2 separate regions of the Pan troglodytes genome follow, and region 1 is linked to region 2. Evidence: chromatin contacts called from public Hi-C data. All regions are on one chromosome and are shown on one strand. Each heading gives the region's core, a stretch centred on a gene start, on an enhancer-like site or on the middle of the called end of the contact. The rest is flanking DNA. Distances are from core to core; before and after follow the strand shown. Region 1 overlaps LPP (LIM domain containing preferred translocation partner in lipoma). Region 2 holds the start of BCL6 (BCL6 transcription repressor).

Region 1 (7,056 bases), core at 2,585-5,084, 670 kb before region 2:
TTAAGCAATTTTCACACATTATTTGGATGATCTTAACCTTCAAATCGCTCTGGATAGTAATAATTCGGGAAAATAATGATGGAAAAATTATTTCATTTAATACAAGTAATAATGGCATTAACATGAGATACAGTGTACTGCTGAGGAACAGCTACAGACTTGGATTTAGGAGACAAGGGTTTAATTCCCAGCTTTGCAATATGCTAGTTATTTCACTTTACATACATTATACTCGGCAGATTGAGGGTGATAATAACTTTTTTACAGAGTAGCTAGAAAGATAAAGTAAGCAGTAAAGCAAAGTGGACTTCAGATGCAATGGAGGCTAATAAATCCACTACAATATTTTTCAAATAGTTAAGATACTGTTCTGCCAGATAAGTTGTTTTAGTAATTGTAATAATTCATTATTACCAAATAGTGTTTATTGTACATTACCAATACTTAAGGGAAGATACTAGAATTTGGTCAAATGTGACTTCTACATTTATTAGCCTAACCATGGGTCTCTGAATCACAGATTTTTCATTTGTCTTTAGGAACCATAATAATGTAGGAACTATAATAACGTTGCAGGATATTCTGGTGATTAAACTAGATATTATGTGAGAAAGTGCTCTAAAATTTATTCACATTTGTGCACACTCATACAAACACATTTTAAAATTGCAAGTTGTAATGAACATTTCACAATAAAATCCTTCTTTCATTGCTTCCTGTTTTCTCAGGATTACCCCAATGTGTGAACAAGTAAGAGAGCAAAACAAAACAAAAAATGATTAAGTTAGCTTACAACTCCATTCTTAAGCGTGTGTGTTTGACTAGGTAAAAAAAAAGCTGCCTGAAATTATTTCAGGAGATTTAAAGAGAATTGCCTTTTGCTTTTTCTTTCTTGCCTTAGCATCTGTATGCACAGGCACATTTCATTCTAAAATATAACAGACAAGTGCAGAGAGATAGCAATAGTACTTCTGGCCAGTACCTCCAGGAAAGTACTTCTTGCCTGTGGTATAAGAACATATTTCTTGGTCCTTCCTCTCTGAAGCTACCTAACTTCCTGGAGCTATTTCTAGAGGTAAGTTTCAGAGCACACTAGAACATTTAGGTCTACCCATAGTGAAGTCACTCTGTTCACATTGCAAAGCTATTCCCAGGAGCCCAGATGCATTGCCTGAGGACATCAGCAAAGAGCTGCCAAAATTACAAGGGTCAGGATGGGGGCCATTCTCTGCTTTTGCACATGCTGTTCCCTTTACTTGGCATGCCATGCTGTCCACCACCCTTTTCTGCTTGGTAAACAACTAACTCATTCTCCAACACTCAGATCAGATGTGTCCTCGTCTGTGATGCTTTCCCCAGTTCCTCCTAGAGGACAGCCTTCATATTATATTATGGCACTAAATTTACATAATGCAATTTTTATGTGCCTGTGGTGCCTGTTATATGTCTATCTTGACTAGTAGACTTATCTATTCTGTTTGAAGACAGCGACATACAAAACAATGTAAAGAACATATAATAAGGGAGAGTGCTGGAAGAGCAAACTGCTAGAAGACTCAGGATGCCACATCCCAATGACCTATACTCCTCTGCCCCAGGTGCTGTCCTCAGCCATCAGGTCTCTCTGAATGCAGTAATTTTAAGAAAGGATGATAAAAATATCATACTGATTCTTTTTAAGTTCTTTAGGTCAATCGTTATTCTAGGGTATGATTTCTTTATATGGTATATTTGCCCAAAGGCTCAGGTGTCAGATTTATTTTTATAATGTTCATAATGAATCCATTTTTAGATAATTTACATAGGCCTACTGTGACCCAAAATTGGCTGAGATTTCAGGCATTGCTACCCAAAGCAACACAATAGCAAGAGCTCTGTAATGCAGAAGCTTGGCCATGGCTAGGGCATTCTCGAAGAATCCATTTTTTTGTTGTTGTTTGAAATTTTCTGGTTTTGGATCCCAAATAAAATGACCCAGGACAACATATGCAAACGATTGGTGTCTATGATGAAAGCACTGAGGGAAAAGAATAGCAACATGAAGAATGCTCTAGGTCTCTGAATCTGTACAATGTTCACAAGATAAAGACGCTCAAGACTTCAAAAGCTACCATCATTAACTACGGGAGGAAGAGTACACTCTCAGGACTTGGAGAAGGTTCAAAGGAGATTAAGGCACTGGTCCCTGAAATTAATGAAATAAATGAGTGGTTCCCAAACATTGGTTGAGCATCAATCACAATTCCCGGGAAGTTCTGTTTTATTTTTTATTTTGCTTTGTTTTAATGCAGATTCCTGGGCCCCATGGCCAGATATTTTGATTCTGCAAAATTGTGATGGGACCTAGGACTTGCTTTAATTTTTTTCTTTTGAAAAATGTTCTCCAAGTCTTTCTGATGACTGGCCAGCTTTGAAAACCACAGGTTTAAGCCATACATTTTGGGGGGGATACATATAGCAGTGATCTTTCAAAGTATCATGCAAGCAATTCAGATGGCATGTAAGATAGCACTTTGAGTAAGAGAAGAATACATTAAGATATCTATATGCATTCCTTTATTTTACTATTATTAAATTTTTTTAAAAATATGGACTCATAGAAATTTGCAAAAATAGTACAGAGTTTCCATGTACATTTTACCCAGGTTCCCTAAATGGTAATGCTCATAAAGCTGTAATACATTCCAAAACCCAGCAAACTGACATTGTTACCTTATTGTTAACTAGGAGTTACTCAGTTTTTACCATTTTATAACCTGCATTGATTTGTGTGTGCATACAGTTCTATGTAACTTTATCCCATGTATAGATTCATGTAACCATCACTCCAATTGAGGTACAGAACTGTTCCACCCACACAAAGACTCTTGCTGTGTCCTCTTTGTAGGAATGACCAGTACTTGCCCCTCCCGACCCGCCCATTTCTGTCCCCTAGCAATCATGAATATGTCCTTTATCTCTAGAGCTTTGTCTTAAAATGAAATCATATAATACATGTAACCTTTCGAGACAGTTTTTTCATTAAGCATGTCCAGGTTATTGCATATACCAACAATACTTCATTCTTTTTTACTGCTGAATGGTATTATTCCATTGTATGGCTGTACCAGACTTCATTGAAACATCTGCCCATCAAAGGATATTTGGGTTGTTTCCAGTGTTTTGTCATTATGATAAAAAAAAAAAAGTTGCTATGAACATCCATGTACAGGTTTTTTCATGAACATAACATTTTGATTCTCTGGATTAAATGCCAAAGGGTATATTTGCTGAGTCATATGGTTAGTACATGTTTACTTTTGTAAAATACCGCCAAAGAGTTTTCCATCATGGCTACAAAATTTTGCACATTCCTACCAGCATTGTGAGAGATCATTTCTCCACATCCTCAGCAGCATCTGGTACAAATTTTTATTTTAGCTTTTCTAATACATGTGTGGTGATATCTCTTTGTGGCTCTCTGTTTATTTTTATTATCAAAAAAGCAATTAAATTCTCTTCAGATGTAAAATACGGAGTGACAATAGTATTGTATATTTGTATAATTTAAAAATAAAGATGATTAATATGTATCTCACCACACAAATCAGCATTAATTATTGTTTTTGAACTATACAAGAATTAGGAGGCACCCATCACCTTATTAAGGAACTCATTTCAGTAGTTAATTAAGCTGACAAGTTACAAAATAAAAGAGATTTCTGTCAACAATACACAGACTTCTCCTTGTTCTAAAACATCTAATCCACTTTGTTCGGGTATATTAGTTCAATCACTGTAACTTCTAAACAAGTCCCCCAGAACGTGTCTATGGCAACCAGAGAAGGAATCCCCAGGATCACGGCTTGGCTTCCCCACTTACTAATCTGCAATACTGAACAAGCCACCTGCCTCTCTGAGTCTCTGAAATGAAGATTAAATTGTTGCCTGCATTCAAGAATTTTCATTGGTTATTTACAGCACTGCTGGGCAAAGAACCTGTACTTCACTGAAATGTATTAGTGAATACATTCTCAACTATTCTCATCTAGGAAAGAAAGGGGTTGTATTAGATAACTTTTAAGATTCACCCTTGTTCTAGAATTTTACAGTTTATATAGTGTTGAGGCATTGTGATCTCTATCACTGTTGTTAGAAGCTAATGACATCAGTACTTATGGATAACATGCTAAATTATTATTATATTTATATTATCACATATTCGTTACTACAGACTGAGTATCCCATATACAAAACATCTGGGACATGAAGTGTTTCAAATTTCAGATTTTTTGGATTTTTGGAATATTTACGCATACCAGCTGAGCAACCCTAATCCACAATACTGAAATCCAAAATGTTCCCGTGAGCATTTCCTTTGAGCATTGTGTTAGCACTCAGAAAGTTTCAGATTTTTTCACATTTAAGATTTCAGATTTTTGGATTAGAGTTACTTAACCTATATTAAAGTATTTTTTATAATTTTGAATAATTATTGGTAATTATATGTAAGGTTATAAAATGCATTTATTAAATAAATTTTATTTCACAAATGTTATCACTATTATTATTAATAATGTTATTTTTATTATAGAAAGAAAATACATCCCAAGAGGGCAGAAACTAGTCTCTGTTTCACTCACTGCCATTACTTCAGCCCCTAGAAGAGTATCTGGCACAAAATCTGTTTTAAGTAAATGACTGCTGAATAAGTATATAATAGTAACTCCTTAGAGTTATAAGGTATTTTATGGTTTAAAAACATTTTCACATTAATCATCATATTTGGCTTTCAAAACAATCTTGCGAGGCAGTTGGTATTACCAGCTAATATTTTATGAATTAAAGAGGATATGGATTAGAAAAGCATCATGCCCAAGGCCAAGTGATGAAACTGAAGCTTCAATGCAACTGCACTGACCATCAAGCCAGGGCTGCATCTTGGTACTTTTGAGCATCAATAAGGCCTAAGAATATTTGGTAAGATCTGATGTCACTCCAAGAATTACAAGTTAATTTCTCTGCTGAAAGATGCAGTGTAAAGATCAAATTAATACAATTAATATTTGATCCTTTAATGAATACACAGCTTGTTCTTTTGTCCCCCTGAGGACCTGAAAATTAAAACTCATGCACTGCACTGTGCAGTGATGGATGAGGCTTGAGATGCTTAACGCTCATCCAGAAAAGGGGCATGACAGGCAAACCCGAGCTTCATTACAGTTCCTGATGTTTCCATGAATTTGTGGCTATCCTCATGGCATAACACGCATACTTATACCAAACGTCCAAGATGTTACAACTGCAGTCTCTAATTGCAATTAACAGGACTGTCAGGATTACAAAAAGATGTTTCCCATTTGTAACCTCCAAAAAAGATGTTTCCCATTTGTATCTCCAAAGTCAGAGCAAGATTCTCTTTGCATGGGGAAAAAGACAATAAGACTCCAGAGACAGAAAAGCACACCGTGAGGACCATACATTCGCAGCAAAAATAATGGGGAAAATCCAGTCTAAATTATTCCTTTAAATATAATGCCATAAGTGGACATCCATTTCCCTCACATGTTAGTTATCTGCTAAGAAAAAAAATGTGTCCTGCCTACCCAGGATACATGGCTTCACATCACTAATGGCTAATTCTCCACCAAGCATCAATAATCCAGGACTCATCAGTTCCTAGGAACCAAGCTCCAAACTTGCCTGGTTCCCAAAAACCACAGTGGTACAGCTGAATGAGTGCATTTAGGAAACCTGGGTTCTGGATCAATTCAGCCCCAAACTCATGGGTAGATTAGCAATCATCTATAACTGTTTCCCCTCCATGGAATAATACATTCGTAACCTCACGGTAGCAGAAAGCACAGAAAGATGTCATAAAAAAATAATCCAGGCTTAGGATCCCTATTTAATATAATTCACCTCACCTATCTTGATCTATCTTGACAAGTCTATGTGAACCAATATTCACAAAGCTGGTTTGTAAAAAGGGTCACCATTTTGAAATTAATTTCAAAGAAGAATCATGAAATAATAACATAATGAAGTTAAAGGAGACATCAGACTGTGTAGTCAACGCTTTAATAAACGAAAGCATTTAAAATTCGTAAGAGCCCTAGGTGTGAGGGTCTCCCTCTACTCTTTTACTAGCTACATGATTCCTTATTAAGCTCTTCCACTTCTACTACTTACAAATCATCAAAATGACAATAATATCTGTTCTACCTACCTCAGAGAGTGACAGTAAGAATTTTCTACTGAAATGAAAAGATGATGAACATGCAACGGCTAAATAAACTATAAAAGAGTATACCAATATAAAAGGATTCCACCAAAATGATCACGTTGAATTGGTACCTAATGCAGACCCAAAGTCTGAATGGCCACAAACCGTTCCCAATATTTGTCTTTAATTTATATACTAAAGGAAAATGTCTCCTCTTGTATATTCAGAAAAGGTAAAGGTTATTATATTTAGAGAGAGAGAGGGAGAAAGAAAAAGAGTGAGAACTGGCATGTCGTGCCAATTTGTTTTTTCAAAAATTTAACATAAAAATGTTTTTTAAAAAGAATTTCAGAAATTAAAGAAAGTGAATTCTAGGCCACAAGACAACTCCAGCTTCACAAACGTGAACTTTACAAATCTTTCCAAATGATTATCTATTTTAATGATGGATAAAAAGTATTATCAAATTTCATTCAGCCAAATTAGAGAGAGAGAGACAGAGAAAGAGAGAGAGAGAGTTATTAAGTTGGTGCAAAAGTAATCGTGGTTTTTGCCATTAAAAGCAACCTAATACTAATCCCCAGAGTGTATTAGTAAGATAATTTCAAAAATCATCTTTAAAAAATTATATTAGTACCATAGGAAAGTTCATTTGCTTTGCTATTTACCAAAAACAGAAAAAGAACTATACTGTTCTGCCATCAAAGTCTAAGACTGAGTTTAATTGCTGTTGTTGTTTTATTTTTGGGGGTGGGGTGGTTGTTGTTTGTTGTATCTTTTTATTTTTTGATTTGGAGCAGAGTGAAAACCCAGATTATAGGACAAACAACACTAAAGGCTAGTATTTTGAA
Region 2 (6,998 bases), core at 3,327-5,826:
TCTCCAGCTCTCCCTGCCATCGAGCTGGCTTCAGATAGGCTTCTGCATGGTCAGGTGTACAAGAGGGCGGTGGGGAGAAGAAAAAAAAATGCAGGCACAACACGCAAATCAAGTTTTTCCACTTCTAGCCTTAGGTAGTAGAGACAGCTAAGTACAGCAGCCAGCAGCCCGGCAACGGCAGCGGGTGGACCAGCCACCCTGAGTTTACAAACACTCAAGTGCTTTCCTTCCCTCATCCCTCTCAGAGTCCAGCTGCTGCTTTCCTTCATGCTAAGGTTTCATAGGAAGTGAAAACTCTGCTATTCAAAACAGCGATCGAATGCAATAAACAAATCATTATACACCCCCTAACCCCCATCACTTCTCTATTTTAAGCTTCTGATATTTATTTCCATTTTAAATAAGTGAGAAAAGTGTGGAAAATTAGTGTTTGGGGGTAAACTCTGAGCCAGGCTGAAAAGGTTTCTAAAGGAAAAAAAAATCTCAGAACAATAAAGGCTAAAAGCAGGCAGCATATGGATGAAAATTAAACACTGATACTTCCTTTTCAGAAGGCAGTAGCTGGAAATTATACACTTTTTTAATGTCTCAAAACTTTCTGCTCATCTTGTTATGTTAAAAACGCCTTTCTTTCTCCAAGGATATACTACAAGGAGCTTGTTTACAACAGTTCTAAATGAAGGATTTGAAATAAAACGAACAGGTAAAATTGAACAAGTCTGATAGATAGTGTCTCCCAAATCCATCAAAAGTAGTGCCAAGTACTTCAATGTAGCTGAGAGGCATAAATAAACCCAAATGACCATCAAAACTCATCATGACTTGGAGTTCGCTCTGAGTTTTGCAGTTTACAAAGAGACCATGGCAGCCTTGCTTCCCTCAGTTCTACAAGGACACAAGATACCCACCTACAGACTCAAGTTGTCAGATTACCCTGATCCTCTAAAATGACAGAGGGCCAGCAAATCATGCAGACCCATTTTCAGTTGTGTTCCTGGGGTCACACATGCTCCTAGTGAAGACCCAGCCTATAATCCTGAAAGAAGAAAGCCTAGAGAAGGTGATTGATTTGAAAAAGTCTTCCCAATTTTAAAATCTATAGTCCTATGATGTGGTATCTTAAAGAACTACCAAGGTGCCAGAGGTTCCTGACAGGTGAAACCAACTTCCTCTTGTGAGCCCCCTTAGAAAGAGGACAGAACCGTGTTTATTCCAAGGATAGGTTCTTTTTCGGCTATGACTGAATTGTGGGGAAGGTTTTGCAAGGGGAAATTGGATGTGAAGTCTGTTCTTTTCCTCAAATAGATGTAATATTAGGACCAGGCTATTTTATTTTGTAATAAAGCTTATATTTACCCAGCAGCAATGATCAGGGACCTATTCTTATGCCCAGTCCATGAGGCAAAGAGGTTGGCCTGGTCCTCTATTGAGTATTAGCAGCCAGTAACCATTAAATCATGGGACTAGTTGAAATGTAGTGCCCCCAAGTCTGCAGGAATTATTCATATGACCCCAGACATGGAATCACTCTTTAGAGCTTCTTAAGGATGATTTAAAAGAATCAGAATACGTTCAAGTCAGCCCTTTCTTTAATCCTATAACACGGCACTGCAGGAGTGAGGGAGGCCCACATAGTGATGCCAACTGGATACTGAGGAGAGGTCAAGAATGAAAGAAGAAATGACATTCTGGAAGAAATTCAACTGATATAATATTTGACAAAGTTACTTTCCTAGGAATTGAAAAGAGATTGAGAGGCGGGTGCACAATTTTCCTCACCATTCATTCAGTTCAAAGTAAAAGAGACTCACCGAAAAGTAAGTGCCTATCTTTAGAAAATTTTCAATAATGATTTTCTCTTTCTTTCTAACTGGTCTTCTGTTCTGGTCAATTTCTTTCAGTGTAAACACATTGATTTGGCAAAAAGCAGTAGGAAAATGTGGCACTCTGGCACTTGGTCCCAGAAATAATGTGCTGGGAAGATTTGAGGTCCCTGGTGATGAGGTTAATTATATATGAACCAGCCCTGGTGGGTTCTCCCTCCAGGGGCTCACTGCAGAGAATTAAAGAGGGCTGAGGTATGAGAAGGGTGAATTCCTTCCCAGCCCCCACTCTGGCTGGTTCTACTACTGCCTTAGAGAGCAGATTTCCCTTTGCTCTGCAGCGCCCCCATGGGGCTAAGAGTGGAGTGGCAAAGGGAACACAGGAGGGACAAGCTGCGTTTCAGGTTGAGGGGGGCGGTGGATGAGGCTGAATGGCAGTTTTGACAAAGAAAAAAGTGACCAAAAATCATAAAAATAATCTTTTGAGGGCCCAATAGTAGGGCAGAGCCATACAATTCACATTCCAAACCATATAGACACGTCTGAGAAATCCTAAAATGCTAATTGCTCATAAAAGAAAAAATTACACATATAAACACACAAAGAAAATCCCTTCCACAAAATCGGGGTGTCATTTTGCATCCAGCGGGATTCATTTTAATTTCTTTGAAAATGAGAAGGAAGGGGACTCAAATGAAAAAGCAGATAGTCTGCCTTCTGGCAGAATAAATCTGAACTTGACAATATCATGAGTCTTTGGGGGTAAAACGTACATTTCAACAACAGTGACAGGATTAGGCCTATGTATATTTTTCAAAAACCGTTCACAAGACAGGCTTTTCTGCAGAGGCTGCAGTAATCCATCTGTCAATAAGTATTAAAATATTCAGATTTCACAGGGACAGACACTTTAACGCATATTTCCTAAGCTCCAGCCCTTGTGGAAAATAATCAACCTCTTTGCACCTTTCTGGGTTTTAAAACCTAAAATACAGCCTTTAAAAATGTGTGTGTGTTGTGGGGTAGGGGGGTGCATTGCCAACAACATTTTCGGTGATAGATGGAACTTCTAACGGGACTGTCAATGAAAGAGATTTTCCAAATATCCCAGCAAACAGCAATCTTTCACAGCTCTGATCACTCCTCCATTATAAACCCAAATTTTGGGTTGAGATAGGTAGATTATTTTAGACATATCTTTATTAGAAATTAACAAGTGACGAGATTTTGTGGAACCTTTAAGAATTCATCTGTAATTTAATAAGTCGCTTGAAGGACTCTCATAGCCAAGGCTCAGAACAGCCTGACCTTTGAAAGCTGCTTCTGGTCCAAACATTTTGGGCTAATTCTTGAGGAATCTGAAATATTATTTTCCCCTCACACCCTTCTTTTAAGAGAGAGACATAAAAGAAACAAGAGTCTCCCTTATTCAGGGATGAGTAGGAGGGGAAAAAACCCGAACCAACATTTAAATAAGGAAACTAGCAGCTCTGAACAAACAAACTAGGACCCACAATGAAATGATTCTGCACTGCAATTGCCTTTAAAAAGAAAGTAATAGAGAAAAAGAGAAGGAAAGAATTTCTCCTTCTTCTCTACCACCCCCCCCCCACCCCACCCCACCCCCCAACTCAGCTTCAAAGCTAAGAAGACTGTGCTGCGTGTAGTGCATTGTAGTTGTGGCAGTCTGTTCTAAATACAGGCAGTATCTGTGATACTGGCACGGCAGGCCTTTAGAATTCCCTCCGGCTGATCTCTTAAACACAGACTGAAGAGATTTTTTTACAACGACCTTGAAACGAGCCTCGAAAACAAAAATCTCAAGACCTTAAGAGAAAACAAAACACAAACAGGTATTTGGCTCACAGAATTTTGTAGAAAACACACACATACCACCCCGCCACCCCCACTCTCCCCCCCACATACACGTTTCTTGCAACAAGAAATTTCCCAAGAGTCAACAATAACAGATTAAACCCACCACTTGCTGTCCTGGAAAGAAACAAACCAAACCAAAACAAATGCTTTGAACATTTCTCTCAAGTGCAGGAGAGACACACTTCAGCAAAAGTCCAAGGGGAAAAAGGAAATTGCACCAAAGGAAAAAAAAAAAAAAGTGGGGGCTGGGATTGTTACATATGGCCAAAAATTTAAGCTTCTTTCAATAGTATTAGTATTGAAATAATACATCTTTAAAACGCTTGAGGGATTAGATAGGGAAAGAAAAGGCACGTACAAAAAAATCCAACCGATGCCGATCCTGTGATTTACGTAACACCACAAACTTGCAAAAGGCAAAAAATCAGAAGCAAAAATCCATAAACCATCAAAATACAGAAACCAAAAATCCCAAGCCACCACACCAGAAAGAAAAAAACCCAGAACAACAGCAAAAACCCCTGTCTTAAATAAAAATAAAGCAAATGAACCCACCGAAAACTGCTTGGCAAATATTTTTCTCGTGGTGCCTAATATTCTAGTTGGAAAGAGCTGTGATGTTTATTTTATTTTTTTTTTCTCTTACTCGCCTCTCTAACCCTACTATATATATAACATACTTTCCCCAGTGGTTCAAACCTCTCGCTCCCTTTTGTGCATTTAGCTCGATCTGCTGAGTTTATGGGTAAGAAAGAAGGAATTAGCCCCAGACCCCGGGAAAGCAAAGCGCACTCCCCCTCTTATGTCACCGAATAGCAAATTAGTTCTCAGAATTCCAGAGGCCGAGCTTTGCTACAGCGAAGGCGCCGACGTCACAGAGGAGGAGCCCACGTGACGGTGGCGGAGCAGGCCATACCATCGTCTTGGGCCCGGGGAGGGAGAGCCACCTTCAGGCCCCTCGAGCCTCGAACCGGAACCTCCAAATCCGAGACGCTCTGCTTATGAGGACCTCGAAATATGCCGGCCAGTGAAAAAATCTTGTGGCTTTGAGGGCTTTTGGTTGGCCAGGGGCAGTAAAAATCTCGGAGAGCTGACACCAAGTCCTCCCCTGCCACGTAGCAGTGGTAAAGTCCGAAGCTCAAATTCCGAGAATTGAGCTCTGTTGATTCTTAGAACTGGGGTTCTTAGAAGTGGTGATGCAAGAAGTTTCTAGGAAAGGCCGGACACCAGGTGATTATTGCTGTTGCTGCCGCCGCTGCTGCTGCTACTGCCGCCGCCGCCGCTGTTGCCGCTGGTGCCGCTGCCGCCGCCGCTGCTCATGATCATTATTTTACCTTTTAATTCTTTTTTTTTCCGCTCTTGCCAAATGCTTTGGCTCCAAGTTTTCTATGTGTATCTATTGATATAAATGTATATATTTATTTATTCTAGCTGTCAGGTGTTAAAATAAATGCCGAAGATTAGTCCCACGTCTCTCCCACTCTAGGATATAGATTGTTATGTATTTATTATTATTATTGTTGTCTTTGAGTGAATCGGCCGGTTTGGGGAGGCTTTTGCCACCCTCCCTTGTGTTGTTTTGGTTTTTGGAAAGGAGGTGGAGGAGAGGAAGGAGGGGAATTAGGGGGCGGCCGGAGCAGAGAGGACGAGACAGTGCTTGGGGGGTGATTCGGGCTAGTCTGGGGGCTGTCTGGCCCCAGACCGCGGAGAGGACGCGCGCTCGCGCTCTCGCTCTTTCTGCTGCTGCTTGCGTACGGCTTGTGATCTCTCTGGATTCGTGCGGCTGTGTTTTTTCCCTCTTTTCTCGCTTGCAAACTGCTTTCCTTGCTCCGTCGCTCCTGGCCTCCCCTTCCCTCCCTCCTCTTTTTCCTCGCCTCTTCTTCCTTCCCTTCCCCTGTCCTTCTGGGTAACTCCGGGAGGCAAAAAGGGAGGCTGCCCGCTCGCTCGCCCCGCTGGCTCTCTTCCATCGGCCTCGGTCTTTTAGATTCCCTGCCTTCGAGCCGAACCGAGATTTGGAAGGAAAAAATGCAAGCGAACTCTTTGGGTTTTTGTTTTTGTTTTTTTGGTCATAAATCCAGATGAGATGAAGTATCGTGTCTACTATTTCCTTTCAGAGCCGTGATCTTCCTAACGAGAGCCGAGTGTTTTGGTGTTCCCTGCCCCTGTGTTTTGGGGAGCTTGGGGGCGGGGATGTTGAACACTTTGAAAATTATTCTTTCTTGGTTGTAGTCGAGGGAGTCGGGAACCTCCGCGCGCTCTCCCTGCTCATCCCGAGGAGAGAGACTGATGGCGGGACAGGGCTTCTTGGGGTGGGTGGGAAAGGGGTGCGCACTGCACCTGCGATGCCTTTCAGTGTGCGGGGGGACTCAGGGAACCTCGACAGGACAGCCTGGGAGAACGAGAAAGGTGGCGGGATTTCTGGCCGCTGCGGTGTTTGTATTTTGGGCGCTGCGTGACTCTGTGTTGGCTCCCAATGGCTGTTGCCTCCCTTTCCTAAATTTTATTTTATTTTTTCCCATGGTGCAAGCTCTGTAAAAAGGGAACTGCGGGCCTGAGCGTAGTGGACGCCGGGCTTCAGATTCCCGAGGTCCTTACCTTGGGCGAGGAGAAAGACGAACAGAGCCCCAGCCCGCGTTCCTTATGTGCAAGACTCAGGAGGAGAGAAGGGCACTTTGTGGCCGTGGCTGAGGGGACCCGGCGCGGGAGGAGCGGGCGCGGGCGCGAAAGGGAGATCTTTGTGAGTGATTTTGCAAAAATAGATTGCGAGGTTGGTTGGATTTGCAACCTGTGGCTCTCCTCGAGGGAGTAAGAATGGGGGAAGGCGCGGCGGCGGCGGCCCGGGGAGGGAGTGGGTAGAGTTGGAGCCTCAGAAATCGGCTGAGCTCCGGGGGCGGGCGAGGAGAAAGGGCGGGGGGGCAGCAGGAGCTAGGGGCCACCCCGCTGCCGGATGCAGTGACCGTGGTAAATGTCTTGAGAACTGTGGGTTGCGTTGCCTTTATGATGCCGTGTTATTGGAACCCTGGCGAAAAATGGAACTAGTGTTGCAATAATGAGTTTTAAAGCTCCCCCATGGAAAACAAAAACACAACCAAACCGATTTTTTAAAAAAATGAAAAAAGACCCTCTGTGTTGTGTTCCCTCCTACGATGGTTGAGTTGGTGGCTGGGGTTTGGGGGTGGGAGGTCCTGACAGTTGAGCAGATAAATGACCCCAAACCAGGTGCTGAAAGTCCCAAGCTGTTACAGGGCCCCTGACCACCTCAAAGAGCCAATCTCCACTCCGCGCCCCCTCCCCGCC

Evidence for each region. A called contact is a pair of places that touch in the nucleus more often than the background predicts.
Region 1: a Hi-C map of stem cell-derived neural progenitor cells shows a contact between it and region 2, with 7 times the contacts expected there. The contact joins the enhancer-like site here to the promoter of BCL6 in region 2. A contact is called at or near these places in 1 of 7 Hi-C or Micro-C datasets (stem cell-derived neural progenitor cells) and 1 of 1 datasets of contacts at active chromatin or transcription factors (stem cell-derived excitatory neurons).

The regions. Positions count from the first base shown.
Region 1 is chr2:191,585,504-191,592,559 of NHGRI_mPanTro3-v2.0_pri, reverse strand. All of the region lies in intron 4 of LPP (LIM domain containing preferred translocation partner in lipoma), which reads right to left. Among named protein-coding and RNA genes, the nearest start is that of LPP, 260 kb to the right of the region's middle. Within about 2 kb of position 3,834, at least 2 of the 24 cell types and tissues checked have an H3K27ac peak or open chromatin away from gene starts, as enhancers often do. A contact at or near this core is called in stem cell-derived neural progenitor cells, where this site is marked.
Region 2 is chr2:190,918,072-190,925,069 of NHGRI_mPanTro3-v2.0_pri, reverse strand. BCL6 (BCL6 transcription repressor) reads left to right here and starts at 4,576. Exons shown (of 10, transcript XM_001158812.7): 1 at 4,576-4,931.